Linked DNA regions of Mus musculus: regions 1 and 3 are each linked to region 2. Evidence: chromatin contacts called from public Micro-C and promoter capture Hi-C data. All regions are on one chromosome and are shown on one strand. Each heading gives the region's core, a stretch centred on a gene start, on an enhancer-like site or on the middle of the called end of the contact. The rest is flanking DNA. Distances are from core to core; before and after follow the strand shown.

Region 1 (4,275 bases), core at 1,537-4,036, 800 kb before region 2:
GCTGCTGTACTGGATAAGGGGTGCCAATGAGGGAGCGAAGGCCAAGGCCACCCCTCTGACCATCCAGGGAGAGCTGGAGGAAGGGTGGCAGAGGGGCAAGGTCCCTGGGAGCTGCTTACTTAGGGCCCTCCTCCATCCTAGACTACCCTCCTTTTGCCCACCCCCAGAACTAGAGCCCTGGTAGGCTGAGCACAGGCTGGTTTTGGAGTGTCAAATGACACAGGAGCAGAGATCATGAATACTCAGGGGCAGAGTAGCACCCTGAGAGCAGAGCTATAGGAGAGGCTCTGGCCAGGACGACCCCAGTTCTACCCCTCAGGCTGGAAGCAGAGCATAGCTGGGGCTGGGTTCTTTTCTGCTTCCCCCTCCTTGCCCCAACTGGCCTAGCTGCTTTGGCTGTGCTTAAGAGGAGCTGGCTTCCAGCCTTCCACTAAGAAAGAAGGTCTGGGAAAACCAGGGAACAGTTGGGGTTACCACATTTCCAATTCTGGCAGACTTGAGACTCAAGCTTAATAAAGACCCCCTTCCCAAGTGCACTCTGCCTGCTGTGTCTTCTGTTGAGGAGCTTTGCTGGGGTGGATTTGGTGTGCTGGGCAAGTGCCACACTGTGAGAAATACACACCACCTTAGTGAGACTCAGACATTACACTTGGAAGAGAGTCAACCTTGATGGGGCTGGAGAGATGACTTAGTGGCTAAAAGCACTTGTTGCTCTTGCAGAGGACGGATTTCAATTCCCAGCACGACATGGTGGCTCACAGTCATCCACAGTCCCGTTTCTAGGGAATCTGGTGCCATCTCCCACTTCTGACTTCCATTTGCACCAGACATATACATTGTAAGGATTTATCCAGGCAAAACACAAACGACGTTGACCTTGAACAGGAAATACTCACACTTTATGCTTATGCATGCCGCAAACATTGTCCTTAAGTTCCTTTCAGGTCCTGTCCCAGGTTACACTTAATTTAAACAGAAACAGACTGACCATTTAGGCAGATAGGAGTTCGCACAGCATAGATAATACATATTGCCAGACTTGTACCCAAGTTTTTGGTTTGGTTTGGATGTTGTTTTGTCTGGGTTTATTTGTTTTGGGTTTGTTTTTGGTTTTTTCCAGACAGAGTTTCTTTGTAGCTGTCCTGGAATTCACTCTAGACTAAGCTGGCCTAAAACTAAGAGGTCTGCCTGTATCTGCCTCTTGAGTGTTGAGATAAAGGCATGTGCCCCTATGCTCTGCCAGTGATATTTTTTTGAATAGTTGTTACCCAGGGTCTTGCCTACCTCCAAGAATCATGCTTTTGTTGATAAGAGTACAGGGGACTTAATGGTTAGACCTAGACTTAGTGATGCTTGTGACCCTACATTGCCCCCTCTGAGGTGCCTGTGAGGTTTGCCTTTGGTTGACTGTAAGTCACTGTATCCTTTGTCATGAGAGTCCGAGCCTTATCCATGTTGAGTAACATTTACACCCTCACCTCCACTCACACAGTCCTGGCTGGAACACTCCGTACCTTTGGGGTGTTTTGGAAGCAGTGCTTGAGTTCCACATCAGTACCACGGAACTGTATCTCCAGCACATGCAGTTGAGTTCTAGGAAACTCAAGGAGGCTTCCAAACTGCTACATAGCCAAGCCAGCCTTAGACTTCAGTGGTTCCTTCCATCTCTCCAAGGTTGAGATCACAGGAAGCACCATACCTGTTTTGCAGAAGTGTTTGATGAATCTACTGTCTGGGGCTGGCTTGGTGTTCCCATCTGGGTCATGTCCTCCAGAAGGGATAAAGGGTGAGGCTTGAAATCAAGGTTCTTTATTCCTACCATCCTGGGGTGGCAACTCAGACGGTGGCAAGGTAAATTAGATTGGTGCATCCTTCCTTCTCAGGTGGGCCAACATTCACCAAGGGCAAAATAGGCATTGCTTTTGAGATGCAGCTGCAGTTGGTTTTGGAGTTCCTGCTAGCAACCTCAGATCGTGGGAGACTCAGGCCAGGTGTCCTGGTCAAAGAAGATTAGATCCCAGCTTGGGCCCCTAGCCTGATCTAGACAGCACAGTGAAGCGGGTCCAGACACACCCTGAAGGGCTGGCTGTGTGCAGGAGGCCAAGTGAGCTGCCTGCTAATGGGGCTGGGCCACCCCGTGCTGCCCCATGACAGGCAGACAAGGCTAAGATTGTTCTCCTGTCTCTCCATTCTGCCAGGCCTGGCCCACATCCTCAGTCACTTTTTTCCCCTGTCAATCTGAGTGGCAGGAACCAGATTCTGCCTGTGGAGTCCAGTCAGCCTGGCTGGGAGCGTGGTCAATCTCTGGGGTAATAATGCAGCTCACATCTGGGGAAATGGAAGTGAAGCACCTTCCCAGCCTCGCACTCCTCACTGCAGCAGAGCTCTCCAGACCCTACTGCTGAGGGCAGAGGGACCTCTCCCCGGTTCAGCTCAGCCTTTCCCGGGGCAGCTGGGCAACACTCAGCACAGGCATCTCTCCTACACCTCCTCTTCACTTGGGATGAAGGGTCTGGGGACCAGGTTTGTGTTGTTAAGCTGGGCAAGATCCTCAGAACCCATCTCAGAGGACAAACTGGTTGTGAAGCCCCCTAGATCCTAGAAAGACTCCAGAATGGGCGGAGCTAGAGGCAAGAAGAGAGGGTGGAGTTGCTGGGAAGTTTTAGTCTGAGATGGGAGAAAGGGTCCTATCGGTCCAGGTCAGTGGCCCCGCCCACTTCATTCGCTCCGCCCCTCCGCCGGTGCCAAGGAATGTGCTGGGAGAGGCGGCTGAGAGGCGGGCGGGCAGGCGGAGCCGAGGCCACCCGGACGCGGCAAACAGGTCTGGGCTGAGGGGCACGGGACCCAGGAGGGGCAGGGGCTCTGAGTATTCCCAAGGGCACAAGTGGTATCCTCTAGAAAAGGAGGACACCCCCTAATTCCTTGCCCTTCTTTAGCAATTTCCTCGAGGGCACCAATTTTGGGTGTGGAGGTCTTAGTCCTCTATGTGGGGCCTCCTGGATTGAGGATTCTGGCCGAGGCGCAAATGGAGTTACTAACAGGAGGCAGCCTCGCTGCTGGGGAGCCCTTCACTGCAGACCCGCAGAGACTGAGGACCTCTGAAGCAGGACTGGATGCCCCAGGCTAGGACCAGGAGGGGAAAGGGGCCACCTGAGTGGCTGACTCTAGTCTGAATCTGGTCATAGGAAACCGGATGGGTGCCAATCCCTGACCTTCTGTCTCCAGGTCAACGTGGAGGTATCCGGCCACCATGCTCAGTCTCAAGATGCCTCAACTCCTTCGAGTCCATCAGGTCCCCCGGGTGAGGGGCCCCAATCCATCAACCTCGCCTTCCTCAGAGAACTCATTGGGGCAGAGCTTTTTCTCATATTAGCTATTTGGGAAGTTCTTCCTGCAAGCTAACTTTCTTACGTTTCAATTTCAGTATAGAACGTGTGACCTCTACTCACATTCCTAAACGTCCCTCCTCTCAGAATCCCCATCTGCAGAACACCCTGTGTGTGTGTATTCCCCCATCCTATTTAATCCCAATATTCTGGTTCTGTTGTTTGCCCTGTGGGTTTGGAAGGCTGGTAAGAAATAGGTTGGGTTGTGTTTGACTTGGGACCACTGCAATCTCTAGTGCATCTTCTATCGTGTTTCCAGACACCTCTTATTTTGTTTTTTGTTTCTCGAGACAGGGTTTCTCTGTGTAGTCTTGGCTGTCCTGGAACTCTGTAGACCAGGTTGGCCTCGAACTCACAGAGACCCACCTGCCTCTGTCTCCCAAGTGCTGGGATTAAAGGCATGAGCCACTATGCCCGGCTACCTGACACTTCATGGAGGGGAAAGGCCTGCTAATGATGACTGCTCTGCTCCCCCACCACCCCCAGGTGTTTTGGGAAGAAGGCATCATGTCTGGCTACCGATGCCCCACAAGCTCTGCCTTAGACTGTGTTCTCAGCTCCTTCCAGATGACTAATGAGACGGTCAACATCTGGACTCACTTCCTGCCCACCTGGTGAGCGAATTAGGTTCAGACGGGTGCCAGGTGGGCAGGGGCACTACGGCCCCAGCGCCTGAGCAGGTGCCTGGCGCAGGTACTTCCTGTGGCGCCTCCTGGCGTTAGGCAGCCCGGGCTTTCGCGCGGACCCATACCACCTACCGCTGCTGGTCTTCCTACTGCCCGCCTGCCTCTATCCCTTCGCATCCTGCTGTGCGCACACCTTTAGCTCCATGTCGCCTCGTGCTCGTCACATCTGCTACTTCCTGGACTACGGGGCGCTCAGCCTCTAC
Region 2 (4,415 bases), core at 1,900-4,399:
CAAAGGACCAAGGAGGCGAATAACTAAAACCTCTAAATGAAAAGAGAAAGGAAAAAGGAGAAAGCAGAAAAAGAAGATCAGCAAAAAAGAAAAAAAGCACAGAGAGGTTCTTCCTCTTCCTTCCCCACTGAGAATGAGGAAGTCAAATACATAGCGATATGTTAGTGTGTGTGCGTGCACACGCGTGTACATGTATGCATGCCACAGCACACATATGAAGGTCAGAGGACGGCTTGTAGGAATCAGTTCTCCCCTTCCACCACGTGGGTCCCAGGAACTAAGCTTACATGGTCAGGCCTGTTGGCAGATTCAGTACCACAGAATAGAATGCAGGAATAAAGATGCAGTTCAGAGGCAAACTGTGCACCTGGCGTGTCTGAAGATCTAGCTTCAGTCCCTCGCACATCTCACCCACCCATGAAAAGTGAGAATAGTGGATTTGAGAGAAGATTGTGAGATTAAGCCGGATGGTGGTGGTGCACACTTGTGATCCTACCGCTTGGGAGGCAGAGGCAGGTGGATCTCTGAGTCCAAAGCCAGCCTGGTCTACAAAGTGAGTTCCAGGACAGCCAGGGCTACACAGAGAAACCATGTCTCAAACAAAACAAAAAACAAAACAAATAGCAACAACAACAAACATACCAAAACAAAAGCCAAACAAACAAAAGCAAAACCCCACACGCGCACAGGCTGGAGAGCAGTTAAAGGCACTCGCTGCTCTTGCCGAAGTCCCAGTTTCAGTGCCCAGCACCCATATGCCAGCTTACAACCATCCGTTAATCCAGTGCCGGGGGATCTGACCTCCTCAGCCACTGCATGCACATAATGCACAGACTTATATGCAGGCAAAACATTCATACCCATACAATAAATCTCATTTTTTTCAAAAAGTAAATGTGAGCACAGCTACAAACACACCTATGCACACACACTCACATGCGCGCACACACACACACACACACACACACACAGACACACACACACACACACACACATATACTAGCACCAAGGTTGTTTTGTAATTTTCTAAAACTAGGGAGCCTGCGCTGACCTCACTGGGCTGTCAGGCTCAGCAGTGCTGTCTACACTGTAGCTGTTGCTATGGTGCATACACTCTTTATCTCTTTATCTCCAGACTTCTGGAAATTCTTTTCCCGTCTCCAGGTCTCTATTTCTAGTCTAGGCTGTCCTTCCCTTCTCTATCATCCCCACTCCAACATGAGAACAGGAATGATGATTTCCTGTAGGTGAGGAACTGCCATCCTTGGTGGGGGTGGGGACGGGAAGAGGCTACCCTGTACTCATTTAAACTGGGCCTTTCAGGGATGCCCATCCCCCTCCACAGATGGGCTATGCACATAGAGGATTCCCTGGGAGATCCCAAGGCATCGAGGCTTGAGCTATGCACCCCTTCCCTCCTCCAGGCTACCTGTGCTAAGATGCGCAAGGACAAGCTACATTGCCTCAGAAGAAACTGTAGATATGAGGTCAGGAGGGGAGCAGGGGACAACATTCAGAGGAAAAAAACAAAAAACAAAAAACACTGGAGCACACATGACGGTTTCAGGGCTAATCCCAGCGTAAGTCCTAAACACAGTCCCTTCTGATTCTGATTGCAAAAATCAATCCTCTCAACCTCCAAAAAAGCTTGTTAGTTCCCAAGTCCAGACCCACCCCCGAATGCCCCTCAGACTTGAATGTTTTCACTCAGCAACAAACCCCTGATGTTTCTTCCTCCCCTTCCACAGCTGCAGAGGAGAAATCTTGCACTGTGAGACACTGGGAGAGAGGAGGAAAGGTTGGCCGCGCCATCAGAGCATCTTCACAGCCTGACTCACAGGCAGTCACAAGCCCAGCGGGTGATGTGGTAGAGGACTGCGAAGCAACACAACTCTGAGGGGGATATGGCTTCTGGGGATATGTCTGAGGGTGAACTGGGGGAGGGGAGGGGATCTGCTGGAGAACAGATAGGCAGGTGAGAGCGAAAGAATAAAGAGGACTGGAAAGAACAACGCAGAATAGGGGACTATTTACAGGGAGTGAATGTTTGAGAATGGAAGATACTGTCTGGGCCTCCGATTGTGTTTCCAAGCTCCAGAGACACACCTCATTTCTTCAACTGAAAGCTGTCCTTCACTGTCCCCAAGGGCAGGGCTGATTTTCTCCCCTAGCGACCTTGATGTAGACGTACAGCCTGAAGGGGACAGTGAAATGGCTACATCCCAGTTCTCTGTCCCTTTTCTCTCCGGGAAACACCTGGGCGGTGGCTGAGCCCCTGCTTTCCTTCCCAATCTTTCTGAGTACCCGCCCCGCCCAGCCGCATTCCGCCTTCAGCACCACGGACAGCAAACAGAGCTGTGGACCCGACTGACCCCTGTTCTTCTCCAGCGTTCCCAGCGTCCCTGATCTGTTCTACTGAACTGGGCAAGTGCTCGGTGTGTGGTTAAAGCGTGGTAGAGAGTGGAACTAGGCTTCTTCCTCAGGTCTCCAAGCTTTGGGGCATGATATAATTTCCCACATCCCCAGAAAACAGTACTGAAAAGAGGCAAGGTTTCCAAACTCCGATGCTCTCTGTGGTCATTGAGGTTCCTGCATTGGGTGCACTAAGTCCTCGGAGATTACCTGATGTTCGCTGTCCCTTATGCTTCCCTAACCTGACAAAACACTGAGGACCTCGGGGAAACCCGCCTAGGAATTCCCAGGCTGGGTTGGGGGAGGTGACTCCACCCGGCCGGTAGCACTGGTGTCCCTCGCTCTCCCCGTTGAGCCCCCCGTACCGGAAGTCGCTGTAGGGGTGGATGATCCAGGCCCCGGCGGACTTCACCCTCTCCTGCTCGATTTCTACTGCTTTGTGGCTGCCGAAGACCCGGAGAGAGAACTTGTTGACCGTCGGCTGCAGCAGCGTCCCGAGCTGCCGCCTCTTCGGCTCGGGCGCAGACTCCGGCACCCCACCTGAGGCCGCGCGGGCCTGGGCCGGAGCCGCAGGAGGCGTCTCGCGTGCAGGGGTCGCCGCTTCGCCGGCCCCCGCCGCCGGCCGCGCCTCCTCCTCCATGATTGCCCTCACTCGTAGGGCCTCCCCAACCGGTCCAGGGCCATGGCGGGCGCGCAAGTCTCTGGGAGAGCAGCCCAGGCAGGGGAGCTCCGACCCGCGTGCGCCCGGGGCACAGGGGGCGTGTGCAGGCGACAGACGTGCGAGAGCTGCGCCCCCTGGCGAGGGCTGCGTGAGACTGGGCGGGGCGGGGCGGGGCGGGCCGCTGGCACAACTGCTGCCCACACTTTCCCGAGAGGGCGTGGCTTAGGGGTCCTGAGGGTGGGTGGGTGCTGTGTGTGTGTGTGTGTGTGTGTGTGTGTGTGTGTGTGTCTGTCTGTCTGTCTGTCTGTCTGTCTGTCTGTGTCTGTGTGTGTGTCTGTGTGTCTGTGTGGTGGGAGTGCTCAGCTTGCTTCTGGAGGCGGGAAACTCACTAGGGCATATGCAGCCTGGGGACCTCCTGAGGGTCAGGGACAGAATGGGAATCTGTTCTGACCATGTCCTTTCTCAGCACTCTCCTAGGAGTCTTGCTATGCCAGAGATCCTCTAAACTGCTTTCTGTAGTATGTGTTTCCTAATTCATTAAGACAACCTTTAGCAAAACCATTCACTGAGTGCATGCTGAGGATGCAAAACTGAGCACAGAAATCTTAGCTAAGTCAATGGTTCATCTCCATAAACAGATCAACAACCAAGGAAATACCATACTACATGCCTTTCTGAGCTTTACGTGTAGAACAACTTTTTTGTTTTGTTTTGTTTTGTTTTGTTTTGTTTCAGACAGGGTTTCTCTGTGTAACCCTGGCTGTCCCGGAACTCACTTTGTAGACCAGGCTGGCCTCGAACTCAGAAACCCGCCTGCCTCTGCCTCCCAAGTGCTGGGACTAAAGGCATGCACCACCACCACCCAGCTTCTTTCCTCTTCTTACAGCCACTGCCTGAGATAAACCGTCATAATCTCCAACTAAATTATTTCAAGAAGTTTACATTTTGTTTTTGACATGGGCTGTAGCTCAGGCTGGTCTTGAACTTCTGATCTTCCTCTGAATTTCAAGCACTGGGATTACAAATGTGTGCCACTCTACCTGGTCTCAGAAGTTTTTAATAATTTTCAAAGTCTGCTGGACTTGGTGTTGCAGTCTTTTAATCCCAGTACTTGGAAGGCAGAAGCAAGTGGATCTCTGTGAATTTGACACCAGCCTGGGCTATATTGTAAGTGCTAAGACAACCAGGGATACATAAAGAGACTGTCTCAAAAGAAAAAAAGAAGTCTTCACCAAATTCTCCTAGACAAATTCATGTTTCAGTCTCCAAGTACACTTTCTACATCCACATGACACTGTTCAGTTTTCTTAAAGTCCTTCCAAGTGTCTCCATTTTAGAAATA
Region 3 (3,949 bases), core at 808-3,307, 580 kb before region 2:
ACACAGAAAAACCAAAAATAAGAAGTTTGGGTCTTCAAAGAAAAAGATCACCATTCCAACTGAAGAGTCTGGACAAAGCACACTTTATTCTGTTTGGTTTGTGTCTTAGTTAGGGTTTTACTGCTGTGACCAGACACGATGACCAAGGCAAGTCTTATAAAAAAACAACATTTAATTGGGGCTGGCTTACAGGTTCAGAGGTTCAGTCCATTATCATCAAGGTGGGAGCATGGCAGTATCCAGGCAGGCCTGGCACAGGAGGAGCTGAGAGTTCTATGTCTTCATCCAAAGGCTTCGAGTGGAAGACTGACTTCCAGGGAACTAGGGTGAGGATCTTATACCCACACCCACAGTGACACACCCATTCCAACCAGGTCATACCTATTCCAACAAGGCCACACCTTCAGATGGTGCCACTCCCTGGTCCAAGGATATACAAACCATCACAGTTTGGTTTTTGTTTTTTTGAGAGACAGGGCTTCACCCTGTATTCTTGACCAAGAGACCGAGCTCAAAAGAGCGAACACGTGGAAGCAGGAAGTGCAATTGGATTTTTTCCTAGCTCAGGTGATAGCTGTCTTTTCTGACCTCCTCGAGCACTGGGCATACACATGGTGCACATATGTACATGCAGGCAAAACACTCAAACACATAATAATAAAGTATTCTAAAAAAAAAGTAAATAGTTGTAAGAAGTCAATCAAGCCAGGCAGCCATGGCGCACACCTTTAATCCCAGCACCAGAAGGCAGAAGCAAGTGGATCTCAGAGTTCAAGACCAGCCTGATCTACATAGAGTTCAGGTATATAAAGAACCCCCTCCCCACAAAAAATGGGGGGTAGGTCAATCAAAGGGTTAGGCATTGTTAGCATTTTGTTTAAGCTCCACCCCACAGTTACCTGGCAACAGCCAGGTGTGCCTGACTCACTATAAAAGGGGCTGCTTGCCCCTCCTCTCTCTCTCTCTTTCTCTCTCTCTCTGTCTCTGTCTCTCTCTTTCTCTCTCTCTCTCTCCACTCTTTCTTTCCATGAGCTGATGGCCAGCCTCTACTTCTCCCTCTCTCTCTCTCTCTCCTAACTCTCAGCTCCTCTTCCCATGCCCTGAATAAACTATTCTATACTATACTGTCCTGTGGCTAGTCCCTGGGGGTGGGGGGAAGGGATGCCTCAGCATGAGCCCGCGGTGGCATTCCCTAACCCCACACCTTACCACACATCCACCAAACACATTTCCTCTCCTTATCTTTTTATAAACACAACAGGCATGGTGACACATGCCTTTAATCCTAGTTTCACTTAGACAATAGAAGCCAAGGGATCTCTTGTGAGTTCTAGGCCAGTCTCAAAAAAAGAAGAAAAAAAAGAAGCATAGGGTGTCTGTCCCAGGAGAGCCAGGCGCAGTGGGAGAAGGTTCTCTCATCACCCCACCAGCATCTATAGTAGTGCCAGAGCACAGAGCAGGTGCAGAGTAAACCCATCCTGGATGTAAGAGTGCTACAGAAGGGATGTGGAAGAACTCTCCTGCACATGTGCTATAAGCATGTTTACATGTTCATGTGTTTATGCACATGTGTGTGTGCACATGTAGAGTTCAGAGGAGAACTTGTCGGTGCCCTATTAAATGGGTCCAAGGATTCAAACTCAGGTGGGCAGGCATGGTGGCAAGTGCCTTTACCTGCCGAGGGGTCTCTCTGGCCCTGTTTACTAGTTGTCTGAAGTCTCTATAAAGTGCTAATTACATAAGGCAGTGACTAGCAGCTTGGAAATCTAAGAATTCAAGGAAAGGCTATATCAGCTACTTCAGCCTTAAAACAAAGTCGGCGACTCTTTGAACTTTGAAATTGTGCCTATGCAGCTTATTTCGTTTTAGTTTAAACAGAGGGGTTTTCCATGGGGTAAGCATTAATGAGAAGAAATTGGAGGACACACAGGAAAGAGTCAAGGACTCTAGGTAACTCAACTCCTTTGGGGTATCAGCCGCCATAAAGGGGAAGGTGGGGCTTGTTTCAGAACTACAACATCCATAAGGCACAGGAAGGGACATCAGGGTTTCCGGTCAGATCCGTTTCCGGTCTTTCGGAGGCTGACGTTGTTTTCCGGTTGTCTGTGGCCCAGGGAGGCGTTTGGGGTGCTCACGGTGAGTCTGGGAGACGCAAGAGCGCTGGGGTCCCCGCTGACCCCGCCTGGCCGGCAGCGCGGTACACACTGCTGTGGCTTGGGCTCGCGGCTGCGGACCTGGCGGCGGGGCTGGAGTGTGGCGCCGCACAGGCTGCCTGGCTGGCAGTGTTTCCCATGCTTGGGTCGATTGCTCACTTTGCTTTTTTCCAAAGATGAGGCTGCTGGCGGTTGTGGTGTTGGCTCTGTTAGCCGTCAGTCAAGCAGAAGAAGGAGCCAGGCTTTTGGCCTCCAAATCATTGCTCAACAGATACGCTGTGGAAGGGAGGGACCTGACCCTGCAGTATAACATCTACAACGTCGGCTCCAGGTAACGGCCTAGAGTTCGCCAGCTTCCTTCTGAATTCCGAGTTTCCACGTGGGCATAGAGAACGTTTTGTTGGGGAGTGAATTCTCTTTTGGAGTCCTCCAGTATCGAGTGCAGTGTGTGAGTGAGTGAATGAATGAATGAATGAATATACTAGAGGGCTTACCTTTGTCGGGTGCTTTTTGAAGGTGAAGACATCCTTAGGTGAATTACAAGAAACCACTTTGGGGTCTCAGAAGGCTTTCAAAGGCAGGGATAAATTCAGCTTGTGAAAAAGGAAATGCAGACACAGAGTGTACATCTGTCCTCTTACCTCGGGTGCGGACTCCCAGCTTTCTTCTTTCACTTACAATCACTTTTTTTGTTGTTTGTTGTTTTTCAAGGCCGAGTTTCTTAACTGGCTGTCGAAGAGTCCACTCTTAGACCAGGCTGGCCTCAAACTCACAGACATCTGTCTGTCTCTCACACTGCTTCCCGAGTGCTGGGATTAAAGGCATGGGCCACCACTGCTGGCTCCTATGAGCACTTTTTTGTTGTTCTTTCCTTTTATATATTTTTCCATTTATATCTTACTTCCCCTGTCTAGAATTAGAGCAAGATTACCTTTGGCAATTCACTTCTGAGCAACAGAATCCAGGCCTTGATCTGGATTCTTCAAAACAGGCCCAACTTACTATGGGGGTTTCTTTTGACCAGCAGGTGGATTTTCCAGTCAGTTCCCTTAGTTTTATGTCCCTCACTCTTATTTACTATATGTAAGTACACTATAGCTGTCTTCAGACACTCCAGAAGAGGGCATCAGATTTCATTACAGATGGTTGTGAGCTACCATGTGGTTGCTGGGATTTGAACTCAGGACCTTCGGCAGAGCAGTCGGAGCTCTTAACTGCTGAGCCATCTCGCCAGCCCTGTCCCTCACTCTTTATTTCCTCTGCTTTCCAGCGCTGCATTAGATGTGGAATTATCTGACGATTCCTTCCCTCCAGAAGACTTCGGCATTGTCTCCGGTATGCTCAATGTCAAATGGGACCGGATTGCCCCGTATCCTTTTTTTTAATGGGTGGTGAGGGCTGGGGGAGGAACATTGCCTGGAAAACATCAAGGGGGCTGCAAACAGACTGGATGTGTGGTCTGTTTCTTGTCATATATCTGGGGAGGATGAAGTATCAGCTGAGTGAGTGTGCCTTCTTCCTTCAGGCTGTAAGGCTGTCTGTATCTCCCAAGCTCCATTAGGGAGATGCAGGCATATAAAGGTATCTGTGGCTATGAATGGATATTGAATGTGCTTTTTTTCTTTGCACTGCTGGAGACAGACCTGGGTATTCACACACATTGGGTAAGAAGTGCTCTATACCTCAGGTGCTCTCAAAGCAGATTCAGTGGGGTGTCACCATGGAGACCCCGGGTAACACGTTAGCATCTTCTCTTAGTGTCTGCTTTCTGACTTGAAAGTTATTATTATTTATTC

What was found. Promoter capture Hi-C pulls out the DNA fragments that hold promoters and counts their contacts. Hi-C and Micro-C count contacts between places; a contact is called where the count stands out from the background.
Region 1: a promoter capture Hi-C map of hippocampal neurons shows a contact between it and region 2, with 2.8 times the contacts expected there. The contact joins the promoter of Paqr6 here to the promoter of Hcn3 in region 2. A contact is called at or near these places in 2 of 39 promoter capture datasets (hippocampal neurons and liver) and 1 of 9 other capture datasets (liver).
Region 3: a contact with region 2 is called in a Micro-C map of embryonic stem cells, with 4 times the contacts expected there. The contact joins the promoter of Ssr2 here to the promoter of Hcn3 in region 2. A contact is called at or near these places in 4 of 39 promoter capture datasets (hippocampal neurons, liver and pre-B cells), 1 of 484 Hi-C or Micro-C datasets (embryonic stem cells), 2 of 115 datasets of contacts at active chromatin or transcription factors (astrocytes and embryonic limb bud) and 2 of 9 other capture datasets (liver and pancreatic islet).

The regions. Positions count from the first base shown.
Region 1 is chr3:88,361,803-88,366,077 of GRCm38.p6, forward strand. Paqr6 (progestin and adipoQ receptor family member VI) reads left to right here and starts at 2,787. Exons shown (of 8, transcript NM_198410.3): 1 at 2,787-2,821; 2 at 3,226-3,301; 3 at 3,873-4,000; 4 at 4,080-4,275. The coding sequence starts at 3,251. Smg5 (Smg-5 homolog, nonsense mediated mRNA decay factor (C. elegans)) reads left to right here. Exons shown (of 22, transcript NM_178246.3): 22 at 1-535.
Region 2 is chr3:89,157,008-89,161,422 of GRCm38.p6, forward strand. Hcn3 (hyperpolarization-activated, cyclic nucleotide-gated K+ 3) reads right to left here and starts at 3,150. Exons shown (of 8, transcript NM_008227.1): 1 at 2,778-3,150. The coding sequence starts at 3,052.
Region 3 is chr3:88,577,551-88,581,499 of GRCm38.p6, forward strand. Ssr2 (signal sequence receptor, beta) reads left to right here and starts at 2,058. Exons shown (of 6, transcript NM_001356317.1): 1 at 2,058-2,136; 2 at 2,330-2,484; 3 at 3,424-3,522. The coding sequence starts at 2,330.